Regions from separate parts of the Sus scrofa genome. Here regions 1 and 2 are each linked to region 3. A link is a contact called in public Hi-C and HiChIP or PLAC-seq data. All regions are on one chromosome and are shown on one strand. The core of a region is the stretch at or near the end of the contact, and the rest is flanking DNA. Distances in the headings are between cores, read along the strand shown. Region 1 has its middle 14 kb from the start of MORN3. Region 2 holds the start of ORAI1 (ORAI calcium release-activated calcium modulator 1). Region 3 holds the start of PSMD9 (26S proteasome non-ATPase regulatory subunit 9).

What was found. Hi-C and Micro-C count contacts between places; a contact is called where the count stands out from the background. HiChIP or PLAC-seq counts read pairs in DNA pulled down with a chosen protein or histone mark.
Region 1: a contact with region 3 is called in a Hi-C map of embryonic fibroblasts, with 2.5 times the contacts expected there. The contact joins the enhancer-like site here to the promoter of PSMD9 in region 3. A contact is called at or near these places in 2 of 5 promoter capture datasets (fetal skeletal muscle and liver), 3 of 47 Hi-C or Micro-C datasets (embryonic fibroblasts and heart right ventricle) and 1 of 2 datasets of contacts at active chromatin or transcription factors (alveolar macrophages).
Region 2: a contact with region 3 is called in an H3K27ac HiChIP or PLAC-seq map of alveolar macrophages. The contact joins the promoter of ORAI1 here to the promoter of PSMD9 in region 3. A contact is called at or near these places in 1 of 47 Hi-C or Micro-C datasets (heart right ventricle) and 1 of 2 datasets of contacts at active chromatin or transcription factors (alveolar macrophages).

What each region holds. Positions count from the first base shown.
Region 1 is chr14:30,975,768-30,979,537 of Sscrofa11.1, forward strand. No RefSeq gene overlaps it. Among named protein-coding and RNA genes, the nearest start is that of MORN3, 14 kb to the right of the region's middle. Within about 2 kb of position 1,859, at least 57 of the 83 cell types and tissues checked have an H3K27ac peak or open chromatin away from gene starts, as enhancers often do. A contact at or near this core is called in alveolar macrophages, embryonic fibroblasts and fetal skeletal muscle, where this site is marked.
Region 2 is chr14:31,025,686-31,029,511 of Sscrofa11.1, forward strand. It overlaps ORAI1 (ORAI calcium release-activated calcium modulator 1), which reads right to left and starts at 2,323. Exons shown (of 2, transcript NM_001173519.1): 1 at 2,000-2,323. The coding sequence starts at 2,308.
Region 3 is chr14:30,820,223-30,824,497 of Sscrofa11.1, forward strand. PSMD9 (26S proteasome non-ATPase regulatory subunit 9) reads right to left here and starts at 1,913. Exons shown (of 6, transcript XM_003132874.5): 1 at 1,646-1,913. The coding sequence starts at 1,783.

The DNA of each region.
Region 1 (3,770 bases), core at 609-3,108, 160 kb after region 3:
CAGCCAGAATGGCCACGATTAAAAAATCTAAAAACAGCAAGTGCTGGAGAGTGTGTGGAGAAAAAGGAACCCTATCACACTGTTGGTGCAAATATAAATTGGTGCAACCACTGCGGAAAACAGTATGGAGATTCCTCAGAAAACTCAAAATAGAATTACTATTTGATCCAGCAATCCCATTCCTGGGCATCTATTCAGAGAAAACCATGACTCGAAAAGACAAATGTACTCCAATATTCATTGCAGCGCTATATACAATAGCCAAGACATAGAAACAACCTAAATGTCCATCGACAGAGGAGTGGCTAAAGAAGATGTGGTACATATACACTATGGAATATTAGCCATTTAAAGGAACAAAATACCGGCATTTTTAGCAACATGGATGGACATAGAAATTATCATGCTAAGTGAAGTCAGTCAGACAATGAGACACCAACATCAAATGCTATCACTTACATGCGGAATCTAAAAAATGGACACAATGGGAGTTCTCGTGGTGGCGCAGTGGAAACGAATCCAGCTAGGAACCAGATGGCGGGTTCGATCCAAGGCCTCGCTCAGTGGGTTACAGATCCGGCATTGCTGTGACCTGTGGTGTAGGTCGCAGACGCAGCTTGGATCTGGCGTTGCTGTAGCTATAGCGTAGGCTGGCGACTACAGCTCAGATTCAACCCCTAGCCTGGGAACGTATATATGCCATGGGTATGGCCCTAAAAAGAGTCTCTGTACTCACTTTACACCATCCCGTCTACCTCCAAGAACTTACCCAGGTTACTCCTATGCCTGAACCCTGCAGTCCTTCCCGAGTGTGATTTCATCAAGGGCAGGGGTTGAATCTTATTCACCTTTGAATCTCCAGCATCCAGCACAGTGTACATACAAAAAAGATAACATGTTTTCCACATGTATCTACGGAATTAAGTTGGTGAAGTGACACATGGGACTTTCAAAACATCTATAATTTTACATCACAAAATCACATTTGCCTCTAGGCAGACTTGTTTCTTTTTTGGCTCTTATTCAACATATTTTCCTAAAGATTTCCTGTCTAAGGAGTTCCTGTTGTGGCACAGCAGAAATGAATCAGACTAGGAACCATGAGGTTTCAGGTTCAATCCTTGGCCTCACTCAGTGGGTTAAGGATCTGGCATTACAGTAAGCTGTGGGGTAGGCTGCAGATATGACTCGGATCCCAAGTTGCTGTGGCTGTGGTGTAGATTGGGAGCCGTAGCTCCAATTGGACCCCTAGCCTGGGAACCTCCATATGCCGTGGGTGCGGCCCTAAAAAGACAAAAAATAAATTATTAAAAAAATATATATTTCCTAAGATTTCTCACTAGGTCATACCTTTCTGTGTGTGAGACTCTGTACTCTATTTTTTTTTAGTAACACTTGTTTTCAACCTGGACATTGAAAGTCCTGAAGTTTTTTTAGAAATATAAGAATTCACGGGGCAAAAAAAAAAACTTAGGGAACTCCTCTTTTTCCCTAAAAACTTTACTTAAGACACACATAAAAGAATAATCTTGTAAAACCTTTTTAAAATCGAAAATTAAGTTCCCTGTGATCACCTCTTGGCTCTGCAGCAGGGTATTAGGGACAGTCCCCAAATACTGCTTTCCACTCAGCTACACTTGCCTTTACCGCATTTTCTCCCTCCGCCCTTTGGCTTGGGAACACCATCCCGCCCACTTCCGGCAGAGACAACCACGACGCAGGCGCAACTCCCCAACCTTCAGGTCGAGTGCTGAAGTATGCGCATGTGCACGAGGGGGCAGGGCTGGTTAATTGCGCGGGAGAATGTAGGTCCAAGGAACTCACGCGACTGTCTCCGCCCATCTAAATAGGCGGGCGGAGCCAAACGTCTCCTAAAGGTTCAGGCTACGCACGCGCACTGAGTGCAGGAGCGTGGCCTAGACCAAAGGTAAGCCTCTACGCATGCTCATTTAAATAAGGCAAGCAGCTTCTTACGTCAGCTCCTTAGCCCGCCTCCTTTCTCTCGGGTTTACCCCCCTTTGACATTTAAAGGGCTGGGGAGCCCCTTTTCGCCAACTTGCTTTTTTTTTTTTTTTTTAATTAAGTATTTATTGAGAGCCTACAGTGTGCCAGGCCCAGCTTACATTGTACTTTATGTGCATTTTTCAGTTTTCCCTTGGTAATAATTACGTTAATTTTTTTTTTTTTTAGTGCCACACCCATGGCATATGGAGGTTCCCAAGCTGGGAGTGGATAGGAGCTGTAGCTGCAGCCCTACGCCACAGCCACAGCAACTCGGGATCCAAGCCAATCTGCGACCTCCACCACAGTTCATGGCAATGCAGGATCCCTAATCCACTGAGCGAGACTAGGGATCAAAACCACAACCTGGAGTTCCCGTCGTGGCGCAGTGGTTAACGAATCCGACTAGGAACCATGAGGTTGCGGGTTCGGTCCCTGCCCTTGCTCAGTGGGTTAATGATCCGGCGTTGCCGTGAGCTGTGGTGTGAGTTGCAGACGCGGCTCGGATCCCGCGTTGCTGTGGCTCTGGCGTAGGCCGGTGGCTACAGCTCCGATTCAACCCCTAGCCTGGGAACCTCCATATGCCGCGGGAGCGGCCCAAGAAATAGCAACAACAACAACAACAACAAAAGACAAAAAAGACAAAAGACAAAAAAAAAAAAAAAAACCACAACCTCATGATTAGTAGTCGGATTCGTTTCTGCTGCGCCACAACGGTAACTCCAATATGTATATTTTTGAGTAAAGTTCTTCTCTTGGCCCCACTTGTATCATTTACTACTTTTGATGCTCTTCTCCAAAATAGGAGGAGATGCAGTGTTCTGAGCAGGTCTTCCTGGATCAAGAGGTCTGAGACTGAATCCATTTCTTTGCTCTTTTGCTCTGTGTCTTGCATAACTTTTGTGAATGTAAGCATTTGCATTTTGTTTGTTTGTTTTAGGCCTCGTCTGTGGCATTTGGAGATTCCCAGGCCAGCTGCAGCCGCTGGCCTACACCCCAGCCGCAAAACACAAGGTCCGAGGATCTTGCAACATTAGATCCGAGCAGTGTCTGCGATCTACACCACAGCTCATGGCAATGCCAGATCCTTAACCCAGTGGTCAAGGCCAGGGATTAAACCTGCAACCTCATAGATACTAGTCATGTTCATTATTGCTGAGCCATGATGGGAACTCCATTTTTAGAGATTTTTTAAAATGAAGATAGGCTAACTACCCACCTCATAGGATTGGTTTGAAAAAAAGTATGGAGGAGTTCCTGTCGTGGCTCATCGATCAATGAATCTGAGTAGTATCCATGAGGTTTCGGGTTCAATCCCTGGCCTTGCTCATTGAGTTAAGGATCTGGCATTTTCATGAGCTGTGGTGTAGGTGACAGAAGAGTCTTAGATCTTGCATTGCTGTGGCTGTGGCATAGGCTGGCAGCTGTATCTCCAATTTGACCCCTAGCCTGGGAATCTCCATATGCCCCGTGTTCGGCCCTAAAAAGACAAAAAAAAAAAAAAAAAAAAAAAAAAAAAAGGTATGGAAAGTACCAAGTACTGTGGCTCTTGCCAGCTATCTAGTAAATAAATAGCAATCATTAAGTGGAATTTGTCAGAAAATAGTTTTATAGTTTCTGTAACGTAATCCCAGGTGGTCCTTCAGGAGGATTTACCTAATTGCCATGATGGCTAGCAGTTGTCATGGTGCCTCTTTCTCCACAGTGTTGCCATTTTTCTAGTCTAGACAGTATGTAATGGTATGGCAGTGTTCTTTTATTTCTCTAAT
Region 2 (3,826 bases), core at 1,073-3,572, 210 kb after region 3:
CAGGGTTCAGCCTTCCTGCTAGCAGAACTTTCATCAGTGGAGCCAGGAAGCCTTTCCACCCTCAGTGGGTAACATACAGGTCCCCCAGAAACAGTCTGGGGACAATAAAGGCCCACCAAATGCTGCTGGCTAGCCAGGCTGCCCGACTTCCCCCACACTGTTTTTAGCAAGAGGAAGAGGGAGGTGACATTTGATTAGGAGGCCCGGCTTCTGAGAGAGGACTTGAGAAGACAGGAAAGTGTCCCCGTCAGCTCCTCACTTCCTCTGGGGTGGGAAGGAGCCTGGGCAGCTATGAATTTATGACCCCAAGAAAAAGGCAAATAGGCACTCCCCCATCCGAAACTCAGAGCACTGCTGTGAAAAGCTGATAGCCATGGTGTCACTCCCTTCCACCTACTTGTAACATCTTACTTTGCTTAAAAGAAGCTTCTCTGCTCTATTTCTCATTCCCTACTAGGCCTGGTCCTAACATGTCCCTGGCTGGATGTTGATTGGAACTCCACACACCACAAACGGCACAAGTGCCCAAAAGAGTCTTGGATGCCAGCAGACTCGGGTTCAAATCCTGATTCAGCACCTAAGTCCCCTGACAAAACCACATCAAAGGGTTGAGGACTTAGTGGGGGAGTCAAGGAACCTACACAGTGCCTAGCACCTAATGGGTGCTTCGTAAGTGTCAGCTCTTCCTAGGATTTGGGGCTGATAACAGAATCCTGTCATATGGACCTAAACTAAAAACTAGAGTGCCACTCCCTTACACACACACCCTCTCTCAAGGGCTCCCTCAGCTACTGCTAGTCTGAGAAACTTCTGAGTAGCAGCCTTCATTTTACAATTCAGAAATCAAGGCCCACAGAGGAATCAGTCTGAGATCAAGGGGACAGCAAGGGGCAGAGCTCGTTCCCTCCCTCAATCCTCTGGCTTTTCCACTGAGGCCTGGGGTGCTGAGGGCCTGCTTAGGGCCTCCAAAAATTTCTTGTTCCTGTGCATTGTGCATCACCCACTTGTTTGTGAGACTCTGGGAGAGTACCAGACACAACGCCTTCCCAAGAAAACACAAGGGTGCAGCCACTCCCTCCTTCAAGGCCAAAAGCTTAGCTCACTCATGGGTGAGGCAGGAGTGCTGTGGGCTAGAGATCTTGGGGTGGGGGCAGACCCCATTCAGGCGGGCTGATGTCACTGAAGGCGAGAACCATGAATTGTTTTCTAGCTCCCTGCCTGGGTAGACGCCAAGATTCCTGGCCTGAGGGCATCCACGGGGTCACTTCTCAGCCCAACCTCAGCCTCACCCATCCCACCTTCAAGGCTAGTTCTCACTCCAATCCAGCCCGCCCTGGCAGAGGACACTAGGCCTACCCCCTAAATCAAGAACGAGCCCATTCAACGGGAACATGTCCCATGCTCCTCCCCCACACCCAGTGACTCAGTGGCAAGTTTCTGAAGAAGAAACTGCGGGTGGGGAGTGTTTGTCAACCCCCCTGGGCTGAGGCTCTCGGAAAACGCAGCAGGAGCAAGGCTGTGAGGAAATCCCCTCTACTAGGTAATCAAAGAACCTGGCAAATTCCTGCTAGCCTCAAATGTGGGGGCACAAGGGAGACACTCGGGGGTCCTTCTCCCAACCTCCTGCCACCTGTTCTCAAAGAGATCAGACCGCTCATGACTTTCCTTGCCCCCAGAACATATGTGGGACTGTCTTCTTACAGACAGATCTACGTCGAGGACCAAGCTGCATCAAGCTGGTCCACCTGAAGGCACCTGAGCCCTCCAACCCTGCACATAGTAAGACACCCAATCTCCCACATCGGGTGTCAATGATCGCCCCTCTTTCCTCACGTCCAGCACCTCTGGCCCCCTCCCGCGTCCACGGCAGCTTTCTCCCAGCTCTTCCCTTTCAACCCCAGCTCGCTCAGCTAGATCCCCCACGGGTCCCGTCGGGGCTGCGAGTGGCAGTGGCCAGGACGTGAAAGGGGGCAGGGCAGGGCAGGCTGCCCGAGCTCACCATGGCGAAGCCGGAGAGCAGAGCTGAGGTCCGGCTGGAGGCTTTGAGCTTGGCGCGGCTCAAGTAGAGCTTGCGCCAAGACAGCGCTTGCATCGAGTGCTCGTTGAGGCTCATCACCTCGGAGTAACTCTGGCCGATCCAGTCCGGGTAGGTGACCGCGGGCGGCGGCGGCGGCGGCGGCGGCGACCCCGGGGGCTCCCCGTCCCCGCTGTGGCGGCGGCTCCGGCGGCTGCCGCTGGTGGTGCTGCCGCCGCTGAGGGGAAGCTCAGGGCTGTTGCTGCTCGGAGGCGGGGCGGGCTCCGGATGCATGGAGCACGCTGCAAAGGCGCGGGCCGGCCCGGGCGCCTCCGAGGGCAGCGGCCCCCGCCCCCGCCGCACCTCCGCCTCTGCTGAAGCAGCCGCCGCCTGCCCCCCGCGCGGGTCCGGCCTCAACCGGCCGGCCGCGGAAAACAAGGAGGTCGAGGAAGCGACTACAGATCCAGCTCTCAGGGCCGTCTCGCCGCTGGCAAAAGCCGGGGGCGGCAGAGACGAGAGCTTGCGCGTGAGCCAGCGTCCAGGATCCCAGGGCCCCTCGGCGCGCTCCAGGATTGGCTGCCGCCCCTGGCTTATTTGCATGCGTCCTGCCCACTCAAGCCCCGCCCAGGAGGAAGCGTGGGGGGGGCGAGCAACGCGAGTCACGTGACTTCTCTGTTCCGACAGCACCACCCACAGTCCTATGCCCGCGCTGACTGCACCCGCCTCTCTTCCTGGAAGCACCCCAGCCCCCGGGGCCTCTCCGAGCGCCTCCCATCTCCACAGCTGCTCCAATGGCCCTTCTCTCGGAGCTCCGACTGCTGGGTCGGGCCACCTGAGGTCACCTCTGGGCGCCTGCTGAAGCTAATTTCCTTCCCCCTTGGAACAAGGTGACTCAAGACCTGCAGGAGAAAGAGCGGCTGTGATCTAAAGTTAATTCTGTATTTATTGAGCACCTACTGGGTGCCAACACTGCTCTAGGCACTGAGGCTAGGTTGGTGAAAAAGATGGACAAAATCTCCTGCCCGCTACATGGAGCTTACATTTTAGTGGAGGAGCGGTGCAAACACTGAGTAAATTATAATCGTTTAGAAGGTGACAGATGTATAGAAAAAATAAAGCAGGGAAAAGGAACATGGGTAGTGCAGGGCTACGATTTTAATTTGAAAAACTTAGAAGCGCCTTTTTTTTTCTGCTTCGCTTTCAGCATGTGTAAGTTGAGGAGGAGGCAGTTATTGAACCTGAGCAGGGCAGTGACAACTCTGGATCCTTAACCACCTGAGGCTCCAGGGAACTCCAAGGCCTTTTTTTTTTTTTTTTTTTTTTTGTCTTTTTGCTATTTCTTTGGGCCGCTCCCGCGGCATATGGAAGTTCCCAGGCTAGGGGTCTCATCGGAGCTGTAGCCGCCAGACTACGCCAGGGCCACAGCAACGCAGGATCCAAGCCGCGAATGCAACCTACACCACAGCTCAAGGCAATGCCGGATCGTTAACCCACTGAGCAAGGGCAGGGACCGAACCCGCAACCTCATGGTTCCTAGTCGGATTTGTTAACCACTGCGCCATAACGGGAACTCCGGAACTCCGAGGCCTTTTTATATTTTAGGTTAAGTATTTTGGTCTGTTTTGTCCAATTCGTTCACTTACAATTCACCAGCGTCTGGAACAAAAGCCACGGTACCGGTTAATACACCTATCCAATAAATGTACTGTGCACCAGGCTGAGGTATTCCAAGAAAATGGTAACTTTCATGGAATCGTATATTTTAGTGAAAAGAACAGGCAATCAACAAAATAAGTTCACATCTTTCTGATT
Region 3 (4,275 bases), core at 663-3,162:
ATGTAGGTTCAATCCCTGGCCTTATTCAGTGGGTCGGGGATTCAGCGTTGCCATGAGCTGTGGTGTAGGTAGAAGACACAGCTCAGATCCCAAGTTGCTGTGGCTGTGGTATAGGCTGGCAGCTATAGCTCTGATTCAGTCCAGAGTCTGGGAACTTCCATATGCCTCGGGTGTGGCCCTAAAAACCAAAAGGGAAAAAAAAAAAAAATCAAACAAAAAAAGCACACAATGCCACAATCTGACATATGATCTTTAAAAAAAAGAGTCAACTTGGAGTTCCCACTGTGGCACACTTGGGAGTGCTAGGGCACAGGTTCAATCCAAGGCCCGGCACAGTGGAACGTTCTGGCATTGTCACAGGTGCGACTTACTTTGCAACTGTGGTTCAGATCTAATCCCTGGCCCCTGAGGGAAAAAAAAAAGGTGGGTCAACTCAAAGAAAAATATCAAGGGAATAATAGTACAGGTGGTTTACAGATACACCTGAAGTAAAAAAAAATATCTAAGGTGTGAGAAATTGCTGGCACAACTTAAAAGCACTGATTCTGGATTCAATAAGCATCAGATCTGAATCCCACTTTGTGAATTTGAGCAAGTGACTTCCCCTTTCTGAGCCTAAGGGTAACATACCAACTTCACAAAGTAGCTGAGAGGATTCCATGACATAACACATAAACCAGCACCCTTCAGGTAAATACTCAGCATACAGTACCCCAGCCTCCATATGATACTTCACCTTACTCCCATCACCTAAAATGCATTCCATTTGCCCCTTATAAGATGTGATTAATTTATTCTTCCTCTGCAAACTGATTTGTGGTTTTACATTAAGTGGCTTTGGAGCCAGAGAGACCTGGGAACTAGCCTCACCACTGCCACTTCCTACATGCATGACTCTAGGCCTCACTTTCCTCCTTATACCATAAGGATAACGAGAACTTCCTGTCGCTCAAAGCTCTGTCATGAGACCAGCGCCGTTAGCATCACTGGGAATTTGCTAAAAATGCATAGCTGCTTCCGCACACTGTCTCCCCATTAGAATCGGAATTTTAACAATGTCTCCAGGTAATTCGTACACACATTAAAGTTTAAGAAGCTCCAACATAAAGTGATTAAAAAAGCTCAGGACACAACAAGGGCTGATAGAGGTGATTATCACCTTGCCTGTGCAAACTAATTAGCTCTGTGACCTGAGGCAGGTTTAAGAAATGCCTCTGTTTCCCCAACCCTAAAATGGGGTAAACAGCAGAACACATTTCAAAGGATTGTTGGCAGTGGCGTTGGTGGTATAGTGGTGAGCACAGCTGCCTTCCAAAGGATCGCTGGGAGGACTAAACGAGTTAACCAATGTTTAGCGCTTAACACAGCGCCCAGAACCCAGCAAGGGCTCCATAAATGCTTGCTAGAACGTCAATACTAATTGTCCCAGTTATTCACGTTATTTGCCTCACTGCCTGCTACCGACAGAGGCCGCACTTGCAGCGCCTTGAGCCTCCCAAGCAGAACCAGATCCACACATGAGAGCTCAAGCAGGGACCGACCGCTTGAGCTCCCAGGCCTCCCAGGCCTCCCAGTTCCCAGGACCGCGTCAGGAGGCCTTGGGGCGGCTCCCACGCCCGCCCGGGAGCCCCGTGCCCACACTCACGCTCTCCAGCACGTCATAATTGGCTTTGATCTGCGCCTCGATCTCCTCCTTGCGCCGTATCAGCGCCTGAATGTCGCTTACAGTCACCCCGCTGGCCTCCGGGGAACCTCCGCTCTGCCTAGCCTCCTGCTCCGACATTGTGGACCTCGGTCCGGGATCCTGGACAGCCGGTTTTCCGGCTGCGAACGCCCGAGGAGACTGTAGCTACGGCTCCACCGGCGGGCCAAAACACCACCGCCATTCGCAGGCGCCAGGAAAAGAGGGGCGTGGCTTGTCAGAGGGCGGTGCCACCGGAAGCCACACCCTGCTGGAACACTTGGTACTGTGGTGACTAGTGGAGTGTGGGTATGACTGGTGGCTGTGGTATATGTCAGCAGCTGCAGCTCCAATTCAGCCCCTAGCCCCAGGACTTACAGATGCTGCAGGTGCTACAATAATAATAATAATTTATCAAATACTCATAATGCATCACACACTGTCCATATGTATTAATCAACAAACTCATAAAACCAGGATTATTATTATTACCCTCATTTGACAGCTGAAAAAACTATCTCAATAACCCACTTGCCCAACTAGCAAAATAAGCAGCCCAAATTTGAACCCAGCTTAATCAAACGGTGACATCTTTTTTTTTTTTTTTTTTTTTTTTTTGTCTTTTGTTGTTGTTGTTGCTATTTCTTTGGCCGCTCCCGCAGCATATGGAGGTTCCCAGGCTAGGGGTCTAATCAGAGCTGTAGCCACTGGCCTACGCCAGAGCCACAGCAACGCGGGATCCGAGCCGCGTCTGCAACCTACACCACAGCTCACGGCAATGCTGGATCCTTAACCCACTGAGCAAGGCCAGGGACCGAACCCGCAACCTCATGGTTCCTAGTCGGATTCGTTAACCACTGCGCCACGACGGGAACTCCCAAACGGTGACATCTTAACATGTGCCTCCTAATATGTTGCCCTGAATAGGACACAGCATCACTATGTAGCAGTCAAACATGTTTGTCCTGAATCCAATCATGAAAAACAGACAAACCCAATTTGAGAGACATTCCAAACAACTGACCTAAGCTCTTCAAAAAGGTCGTTATTGTGAAATTTCCACACAGAAGTTAGGCAATTGCCTAGATTAAAGACTAAAGAGGAGTTCCCTGGTGGCTCAATGGGTTAAGGATCCAGTGTTGTCACTGCTGTAGCTCGGGTTTTATCCCTTGCCCAGGAACTTCTGAATGCCATTGTTCACAAAAAACAAAACAAAAGACTAAAGAGACATAACAATTAACTAATTAAATGCAACATGTGATCCTTGATTGGATCCTGGTTCCCTCAAAAAAAAAAAACAAACTATAAAAGACATCTTTGGGACAACTGGGGAAATTTGAATATGGATAATATAGTACCAAAGTTAAATTTCCTGATTTTGATACCTGTAGTTATTTAAGATGATGTCCTTAGAATGACCTCTGTAGTATTTAGGGGCAAAAGAAGCAACTTACTTTCAAATGGTTTGGAAAAAAGTCCATACATATATTTGCAGACAAGAGAATGAAAATGTAAATATGACAGTGTAAATAATTGGTGTCTCCGGGTGAAACATAGAGGAACATTCTTTGTACTATCATTGCAACTTTTCTGTAAATTTGAAATTATTTCAAAATAAAAAGTTGCTAAAATAATCTTTACACACACAAAAAAATAGCACTGATTACATTAGGCCTCTTATATTTTGTTCAATTATCTCTTTTATATAAACTAAAATTTCTAACATTGACACCAAAAAAAAAGAAACAAAAAGACACAATAAATAAATGCAATGCATGATCCTTGATTGAATTTTTTTTTTTTTGTCTTTCTGCTATTTCTTTGGGCCACTCCCACAGCATATGGAGGTTCCCAGGCTAGGGGTCGAATCGGAGCTGTAGCCACCGGCCTACGCCAGAGCCACAGCAACGTGGGATCCCGAGCCGCGTCTGCAACCTACACCACAGCTCATGGCAACGCCGGATCGTTAACCCACTGAGCAAGGGCAGGGACCGAACCCGCAACCTCATGGTTCCTAGTCAGATTTGTTAACCACTGCGCCATGACGGGAACTCCCTTGATTGAATTTTTAATAAAAAGTATCAGCTTTAGGAGTTCCCTGGTGGCCTAGCAGTTAAGGATGAGGTTCCATCCATGACCTGGGAACTTCTGCATGCCACCGAGGCCAAAAAAAGGGGGAGAAAAAGTAGCAGCTTTAAAACACATTATGGGGACAAGTGCTAAAGTTTGAATATGAACTTTTTATTATAGTGTATCGACGTTAACTTTCCTCAGTAAGATAATAGTATTGTGATTATATAAGGAAAACTCCTTATTCAAAGAAGACAAATGCTGAACTGTTTAGAGCTGCAATGTCAGGATGTATGAAACAAATTTGTAAGTAGTTCAGGAAAAAAGCTATATACACACACATATAAAAAATAGAGGAGGGAAAAAAAAGAAGCAAAATGTAAAAAGAGTTAAAACTCAGTGAGGGTGTATGGGTGCTCATGGAAACTATATTGCAACACTTTTGAGGTTTGAAATTTTTCCAGATATAAAGAAAAGACTCTTTTTCCAGATAAAAAGAGAAGATTCTCACCTATACAGTCAGA